3 separate regions of the Mus musculus genome follow, and all the other regions are linked to region 2. The links are chromatin contacts, called in public promoter capture Hi-C maps. All regions are on one chromosome and are shown on one strand. Each heading gives the region's core, a stretch centred on a gene start, on an enhancer-like site or on the middle of the called end of the contact. The rest is flanking DNA. Distances are from core to core; before and after follow the strand shown.

Region 1 (2,700 bases), core at 8-2,507, 250 kb after region 2:
TGATTTACTGGGCCTATCAAAGTTTAAAACGAAATTATCCTGACTGAAACATGTCTGACTAGAGATAAAAAAGCCCACTTGAGTATAAGACAACACGGTGTTTGTAGTCTGAAAGCCAATACATACTTTTATTTTGAAAAACCCAATTAAAAAAAAAAATCAACCCCTCCCAAATAGATCACAATCTCTACAATAAATCTGCCCCAGTCCATATGTTATCCTCTACTATTCCCGACACACATGGTCCCACTGTCCTCTACCCCAAACCTCAAAAATGGCATTCTTTCAATTTCCTCAGCTCACACCATCCCTAGCCCTTTAATTTAAAAAAGGAATCACGGAAGCTCAAGAGAATTTAAAAAAAAAAAAGAGAGAGAGAGAGATTTTAAAAAAAAGTTGAAAAAAGTATTAGTGGCCTCTGCACCCAAGGTCTTTTCTTTTATACCTAAGAACCTGTCATTTATTTCAACCGCCTCCTGGGTGTTCCTGGACAACCCACCTCACTAACAGCACAAAAAGACTTGCGAGCAAGTTCTTTATGTGACCCTCTCTGTACTAGCTTCGCTATTTAATCATTCAATCCTTCCAGCTTTATCCTGACATCAAGTATCAAACTCACACAAACCCTAGACAGGCCCCACCAGACACCATACACTATCCTCCTCAACACGTTCCAGCCCAGTGTGAACCCTCCCTAATTTCGGTCCCTCCCTTTAAGAGCCGTGCCCGGATTCCCAGCACAGTCTCGGGGCTCCAAACTCCCCAACTCTACTAAGTACCATCCCAGCCGGGTTACACCCTCTCCAACCTGAAATCCCCACGCCTTCCGGGGCCTCAGTCGCCAAGCCCAGTACCCGCCCCATTGCTGGGCATCCCCTCCTTGTCCCTTTGGGGTCCTCTCTGCCGGCCTTGGCCAGACCCCGATCAGCTCCGGCTGCTCCCGGGGCCGGGCTCTCCGGCTCCAGCGCTCCAGCTCCGCCCCCAGCCCCTCACCGAGCAGCAGCAGCTTCACTTCTTTGGCCGCTTTCTCCCCGTCCTCCCGCAAGTTGCGGTCGATCATCTTGCTCCGCTCCACCGCCGCCTTGTCCTCGGCGCTCAACGTGCAGCCCATGGCGGCGGCGGGAGAGGGGACCGGGCCCGGGCTCACTCACACACACCGCGGGAATCGCCACACACCGGCGGAGACGGGTCTTCTGCTGGGCGGTGGCCTTCTCCGTCAGCTCCCCTAGCTCCCGGAAGAACCGGATGTGTGCTGTTTACGACACTTCCGGCGACGCCCAGCGGCCGTTACTACTTAGAGCGCTGTGCCAGTGGGAGGCGGAGGTGGTACGGAGAGCGGAAGTTCCCTGGTACCTGACTGTCCCCGTGGAGTGATGGCGAGCCTTCGCTCCGCACCTCCCAGCCTTAATACCCTTTTACTTCTCCGGCTCCTGGACTTGGATTCCAAGTGTAGAAAAAGCGGGACTTCCAGCACGTGGTGTGCTCTGGAGGTTTGGCGGTGAGGATCAGATTCTCAAATGAGAGCTCACAGTCCTCTGGGAATTGCTGTTGGGAAAAGCCTCCCTCTCCAGAAAACAAACAAACAAAAAAACCTTTTTTCCTTTTCATCTGTGATTTGGAGCCCAGGTCTCTGTCCAGAGCCGCGTGTTGGGCACTTCAGCCAAAGTTCCCTCCGTCTGATCCTTGAGCTGCCCAGCCTGGATGTTCACCCATTCCTCTGGCTACACCCATTATGCCAAGTATATATTAGTCCTTCTGCTACAACGTATGGATTTCTGTGAGCTGTACATATGCCTGGCACTCCTATGTTGGCAAAGGATCACTCGACCGCATCAAGTAATAGAGAGTGAAAAATAGGTAGTAAGTATTAGAATATGAAACTAGGTGTAATTCATTTATAATATTTCCACGCTTCCCTTTCTTCCAGGTAAACCTGAGGACTTAGTTCCATACCCAGAAATAAACGAGCTAATCTCTAATCTAACAAGAGTTCCTCTGTGATAGCCACAGAAAGGGGGAAGTTTGGTAAAAGTTGTCTTTCTACTATCTCCTGAATATTGGCTCTGTGAAGAATATCCTAAAGTCCCTACTAAATAGACCCACAATGACTCAACACCCGTTTTAAGAAGGGGCATTTTTTTACAGCCATTGAAACATTTCCCTGGAATTTAAAACATTTCTCTAGTAGGAGGTAACTTAAGCTACAAATTCCCAAGAGAAAGGTCTATAGTGAAAATTAATTAATTAGAACCATCTAATTAGATTAACCTCGTCCACGTCACCCATAATGCTTGTCAATTCCAAGTCTGGAAAGTCTCCCACTCATTTCCAAAAGAAACTGCTTTTCCTTTCTGATCACTTCTAGGGGGGAAAGGGTCAAGAGGAAAGGGGGAAACACAACATTATTGAGTACCTTTTTGCCAGGTAGGCACTTCCATGTCTCATCTCTTAATCCTCACAACAACCCTGTGAGGTAGGTAATATTAATCCCCATTGTCGCCAATGAGAAAATGGGCTCAGAGGAATTCAGTCGCTTTCCCACGTCCACACAGTAAGTACATCTGTCTAGTTTCAACTTCACGCCCTCTTTCTACCAGACCTCTCTAGAAGGTATAGCTGGGAGACCCCTGACAACAGAGCATCTAAGGTTTTTGGATGGCAGTCACCTCGATACCAAGATGTTGGCAAAACTGGCAGGAT
Region 2 (2,700 bases), core at 164-2,663:
TTGAGTCAGTTAAACTAACGGGGAGACATAATTTCCCACACCCAGACTTGGGGCTCCGGGAGGCCTGGTGTCTTAGTCAGGATTTCTATTCCTGCACAAACATCATGACCAAGAAGCAGTTGGGGAGGAAAGGGTTTATTCAGCTTACATTTCCACATTGCTGTTCATCACTGAAAGAAGTCAGGACTGGAACTCAAGCAGGTCAGGAAGCAGGAGCTGATGAAGAGGCCATGAAGGGCTGTTCCTTACTGGCTTGCTTCCCCTGGCTTGCTCAGCCTGCCCTCTTATAGAACCCAAGACACCCAGCCCAGGGATGGTCCCACCCGCAAGGGGCCTTTCCCCTTTTGTGCTGTTTTACTCCACAATATGCTTATCATTTTCCGACTAACTTGTGGATCCTGAGCATCAGAATGAGGTTACCTGGGGCTGGAGAGATGACTCAGCAGTTAAGAGCACCAACTGCTCTTCCAGAGGTCCTGAGTTCAATTCCCAGCAACCACAAGGTGGCTCACAACAGTCTATAGTGGGATCCAATGCCCTCTTCTGGTGTGACTGAAGAGAGAGAGCGACAGTATACTCACATATATAAAATGAATAAATAAATCTTTTTTAAAAGATGAGGTTACCCTTAGTGGAGTTGTGTTTTAAATGTAAGGTACTAAAACAAAAAAATAGAAGACATCTCAATAATTTTCATACTACATTCTGAAACAGTATATATTGGGCTACGTAAGTATACTATGGATTCATTGCCTCCTTAAAAAAAAAAAAACTAGAAGCAAACCATTTAAAAACAATCATATGTCTGTCTTGCATTATACTGCTAGTGAACATTATGATCTAGATCCTATACACTCCCCACAGAGCAGAGAGAAAACACTCACACCCTCTGTCTGTCTGGCTGTCCATACCCTTTGCAACCTGCCCCAAATGCTTAATGTTTTGACTCCTCCCATAAACCAGCCTAACTCGACAGCACCTGCTGTTTATCTTGCATAGCTATTTGTCACCTTTCGGTGTTTGCTCTACCCTCCTCTTTCCTGGAGTGTCCTTTGAGGCATTTCCAATGTGCATGACCTATCCTTTTTCACAGTGGACCTGTTTAGTGTCCCCAGCCTCCCTCAGTCTTCACAGAGCCATTTGTATCTTACATAGAAAATGTTTCTATCCCCAAAGTACCTTATACCTGAATCGTTTCCTACCTCGTAGTTTTATGTGCCAGCTCAACTGTGCAACATGACTCACGCTTCCCGGGTAACTAAGGTCCAGGCCCCCACTGCCAGAAGAGTAGATGAAGCATCAACAGCCCTGGGAGAAGTTCACACCGGAGGATTTCAGGAGCCGCAGCAGCTGCGCCTGCGCACCGCCCACTGACCACGCGGAGGGCGGGTGGAGCATAGAGCGAGAGAGGAGGAGACAGTTCGGTCGCGTCAGCCCGGCCCACAGCGTCCAGTATAAAGTTAGCCGCCCACAGTCCATCGCTGTATCCCCGAAGGGGCTAAGATCGCCCAAAATGTCATCCAAGTCTATGGTTCTGGGTTACTGGGATATCCGCGGGGTGAGTGGTCCCTCGCCAGCCCAGCCTCTGGGACAGAGAGGTGCAGGCGGCCGGGCGGGGGTCAGGGGCCGGTGGGCCGATCTCCAGCCTACCTATGGGGTCCCCAGGACTGTGGGTAGAGGAATAAGGTACTGGAAGTTCCCGGGCGTGAGCGAAGGGGCTGCCTAAGGACAATTTCCCTGGACAGGACGCAGGAGCTTGGCAGCGTTGGGTTGGGGACATTGACGGAGGGGGCCTGCGAGCAAGTGGGCACTGCGCAGGCGCGCTGACCGGGGTCTTTCTCCATCCCCTGCTTTTAGCTGGCTCATGCTATCCGCATGCTTCTGGAGTTTACTGATACCAGCTATGAGGAGAAACGGTACATCTGTGGGGAAGGTAATGAATGTCTGTGGGTGCGCTACAGTTGTTTTTTACCCAGAGGGTTGTACCACACCAAGATGGTGTGGGACCCCCTGCTCCTGTAAGCTGGGAACTTTGCCAAGAGAGGCCCATAGAGTTATCTCTTGCTGTTCAGGCCCATCTTTGCAGAAACTCAAGGGTTAGTTTTTGGGGATTGGGAACTTGAGATAACAGGTCTAAGTCTCAGCTAGGTCGGTAACGGGCTTGGGTCCCACTTCTCTCTTACAGCTCCTGACTATGATAGAAGCCAATGGCTGGACGTGAAATTCAAGCTAGATCTGGACTTTCCTAACGTAGGTGGTTTTGGAGGAGTGGGCAGAAGGGAAGGCCTTCAAGTGTATCTGTTTTCACTTCATCTCTGGCTTGGGAGCATCTAGATAGAGACTCTTCACGTTTATAGAATGGATAGAATTCAAGGGTCATTGAACAGAACTGAGAATAACATTTTATTTCCTACTAACGTCTGAGAAACACTAATATTCTCCTCTTAAAGGCAGGCTATAAGAGACATGAGTTGATAGCCAGGTCTGTGACTTTATCACTGATAGATTCCAGGTATTTTCATGGTATCCTAAATGTATCCTCATGTGTCCTGGTTGTTAAAACACCTATTTTTTTTTTAAATGTATCCATAATCACCCTACTTTTACATACTTTAAGGTATAAAATATTTACATTTTGCTTTTTAAACGTCTATATGCCACACATACATTCACAGTGACACACAGGATTAAGCACCCTTG
Region 3 (2,700 bases), core at 58-2,557, 220 kb before region 2:
TTGACAATAAAAATTATTTTATTTTTAATTAAAACTTATAGCACATATATTTTAGTATACTCCAAATTGCAAATAATCCATTAACTATCAATATAAAAGACACTACCTACAGTGTTCTCTCAAAATTGATTAAGACTTTTGGGGAGAAGAGACCAGCTGAGCTCACATTTACTATTCTGCCTTCATTCATTTAACATTAGAATTGAGTATTTCCTTAGGTGTTTGTGGTTTTTGTTTTAAAGTATACCTCGGTTTTAGTATACATTTCTTCCTGTTCTCTTCACCCCTGTCATGATAATGGGGATCGAATTCACTGTTGCACTACATGCCAGGGAACTACTCCACCATTAAGCTTTATATCCAGGCTCTGTTGTTTTAAGACTGCCCAAATTTATAGACCCCAGATATACAAGGTATAATGACAATTCTGCTGTGTTGTATTTAATTACTTGAGGCAAAGTTGGTAGAAAAAAAAAATGGAACTCACCAGCCTCAGCCAGTGCTGCAGCTACTTCATTCTGAGTTGAATAGATGTTGCAGGCAGACCAGCGGCACTGAGCTCCCAGGGCACAAAGGGTCTCAATTAATACCTATGGATGTACGGAAAGATGAGTGAGGAAAGTGGGGCTACACAGGAGCAGGGGACAAATGTCAGCAAGAGGACAGTCTCTGTAACATCACAGAGCTGACCCGGCACTAGAGAAGTACACAAAGGTACAAGTCAGCTGTGTGGCACAGTTACTTATCTAGGCCTGAAAGACATGTTCCTAAAAGTCTTTAAACATTTTTATTACAATCATTTTACATCCCCCTGAGTCGGCTAGGTAGGAGGAAAGGCATGCTCATTCATCTGTCTGCCTGTCTACGGTTTTTAAGACAGTTTCTCTGTGTAGTCCTGGCTGGACTCAAACTCACTCTGTAGATCAGGCTGCCCTCCGACTCACAGAGATTCGTCTGCTTCTTTGCCACCACTGCCTGGGGTGGCATGTTTATTTCTAATAAAGAAGAGTTTTCTTCCCCGTATATCAGAGTCCCTCTATTTTCTTCCAACAAACTCACCGCTGTCTGGGCCGTGATGTGCGTACAGCCCACTATTTTAGCACCAGCCAAAGGCTTCTCTCCCTGAGCACGTTTCCTGAGTGAAATCAGAGCAGACATGTCTGTGGAAGAACAGAGGATCTGAGCCAGGTCCACACTACCAACACCATTCGCTCCTGTCCAGCCACGAGCAGTGTTAGGTCTGCTGACCCATGGCGAAATGGGGTAGAAAATATCAAACATATTTCCCTCATGACTAGATGTTTCACCAATGGAGTAACTGGAGGTTATGATGTAAGTACAATTGGCGGGTCTTGCTTCTGCTTTATACATACAAAGGCCTGAGCAGAGAAAGAATTAAACTTTCCAAACTGGCCAAAATAAACAGACTTCCATATGTCTTCATCAGTCCAGGAGGGATGACTGTGAACTCAGTGGAAGACATTTCTATTTTTCTCTATTATCTTACCTGAGCTTGTCAAGATCGGAGTAAGAAACACAACTTCAACATGAAAAAAACCAAAACACAGAAGAGCAGAGACCCTTGGAGAAGTGTAGAGGAAGAGAGAAATTAAGATGCAGTTGACTGTCAGTCACCTGTATTCCGTTCCAGCTGAGGGAGTCTAGGACTTAATGAGACCCCAGGCTACCACAACCTTAGGTGAGAAACCTATCATATCACCTGCTTCTGGGAAATCCGGGTCTCTGTATTGGCAGCTAGAAAAATATCCCACACAAATAACCACTATGTTATGATCCAACACTTGCTGACTATGCACTGTAGACCTGTGAGTATGGTGTCATGATGAGGAGAACAGAAACCACTCTGTAATTACCATACACTGGGAACAGAAAAAAAAGAAAACAAAACAAAACACACCCAAGAATCCTAAGGCTCAGTTTCCATATAGAGAGAAGTGTTTATCCAAAGTGTGAGAAACTCTTTTCCAGGACACTTAAATTGTCCAGGTCCTGATAAGCAGTGCAAAGGTGCTTCTGGCCCTCTGCTCATTTCCTCCTTTACCTTGCTCTGCAATCTCAATCTCCCGGCGTCCAAACTCTGCCTGCTTGATGTTCTTCACACAGAAATTGCTGCTGCCCTTCGAGTTGGTTTGCTGCTTCTCTCGAGGGGAAACCTCATCATCAGAGCTATCTGTATAGGATGCAGCTAGAGACAGCAAAGAAACAGGGAAAGAAAAACCTCAATGGCCCAAACTCCACTGAGTACAGTCCCCAGGGGACTGTTATTTAAGTGAAGCGAACACTTTTAATTGCAGGTCCCTTTTACGTCATCAGTTCTGTTCCTCCAGGCTCTAAGAGCTGGTGTGAATGAAACTGTATGCTTAGCACTGCAGCTCTTTCACTCACTCACCCTAGGATACTTTGCCAGCAGTGTGTGTGACAGAGAAGTATGGAGCCTAATCCTGTACCACTTGTGGTGATGCTCCATTACAGTTACTTGGCTCCTCTGGACTGTACCCAGACTCTATAAGAATGGAGTAACAGTGATAAGGATGCCATTTCTATAGACCACTGGTTCTCAGCTTACACATCTATCAGAATGATCTGCTTGTTGAAGTACAGATTGCTAGGTTCCTGGACAAAGTTAGCACCTGGCAGGTCTTGGGAGGTATTCAAGGTGGCATTTCCAACAGGTTCCCA

Evidence for each region. Promoter capture Hi-C pulls out the DNA fragments that hold promoters and counts their contacts.
Region 1: a contact with region 2 is called in a promoter capture Hi-C map of embryonic stem cells, with 12 read pairs. The contact joins the promoter of Gnai3 here to the promoter of Gstm5 in region 2. A contact is called at or near these places in 23 of 39 promoter capture datasets (3T3-L1-derived adipocytes, the C10 cell line, the HPC-7 cell line and 15 more), 1 of 15 datasets of contacts at CTCF or cohesin (the NIH/3T3 cell line), 8 of 484 Hi-C or Micro-C datasets (Sertoli cells, bone marrow-derived macrophages, erythroblasts and 5 more), 21 of 115 datasets of contacts at active chromatin or transcription factors (the NIH/3T3 cell line, the SCID.adh cell line, bone marrow-derived macrophages and 12 more) and 4 of 9 other capture datasets (adipose tissue, embryonic stem cells, liver and 1 more).
Region 3: a contact with region 2 is called in a promoter capture Hi-C map of macrophages, with 5 read pairs. The contact joins the enhancer-like site here to the promoter of Gstm5 in region 2. A contact is called at or near these places in 16 of 39 promoter capture datasets (the C10 cell line, cranial neural crest, embryonic stem cells and 9 more), 1 of 15 datasets of contacts at CTCF or cohesin (the NIH/3T3 cell line), 6 of 115 datasets of contacts at active chromatin or transcription factors (bone marrow-derived macrophages, craniofacial prominence, embryonic forebrain and 3 more) and 3 of 9 other capture datasets (adipose tissue, liver and pancreatic islet).

What each region holds. Positions count from the first base shown.
Region 1 is chr3:108,144,895-108,147,594 of GRCm38.p6, forward strand. Gnai3 (guanine nucleotide binding protein (G protein), alpha inhibiting 3) reads right to left here and starts at 1,258. Exons shown (of 9, transcript NM_010306.3): 1 at 994-1,258. The coding sequence starts at 1,111.
Region 2 is chr3:107,894,441-107,897,140 of GRCm38.p6, forward strand. Gstm5 (glutathione S-transferase, mu 5) reads left to right here and starts at 1,414. Exons shown (of 8, transcript NM_010360.2): 1 at 1,414-1,558; 2 at 1,858-1,933; 3 at 2,186-2,250. The coding sequence starts at 1,514. 4933431E20Rik (RIKEN cDNA 4933431E20 gene) reads right to left here and starts at 1,773. Exons shown (of 3, transcript NR_015459.1): 1 at 1,203-1,773.
Region 3 is chr3:107,672,949-107,675,648 of GRCm38.p6, forward strand. It overlaps Ahcyl1 (S-adenosylhomocysteine hydrolase-like 1), which reads right to left. Exons shown (of 17, transcript NM_145542.4): 3 at 2,063-2,206; 4 at 1,060-1,160; 5 at 488-590. Among named protein-coding and RNA genes, the nearest start is that of Gm52629, 10 kb to the right of the region's middle. Within about 2 kb of position 1,308, at least 6 of the 459 cell types and tissues checked have an H3K27ac peak or open chromatin away from gene starts, as enhancers often do. A contact at or near this core is called in macrophages, where this site is marked.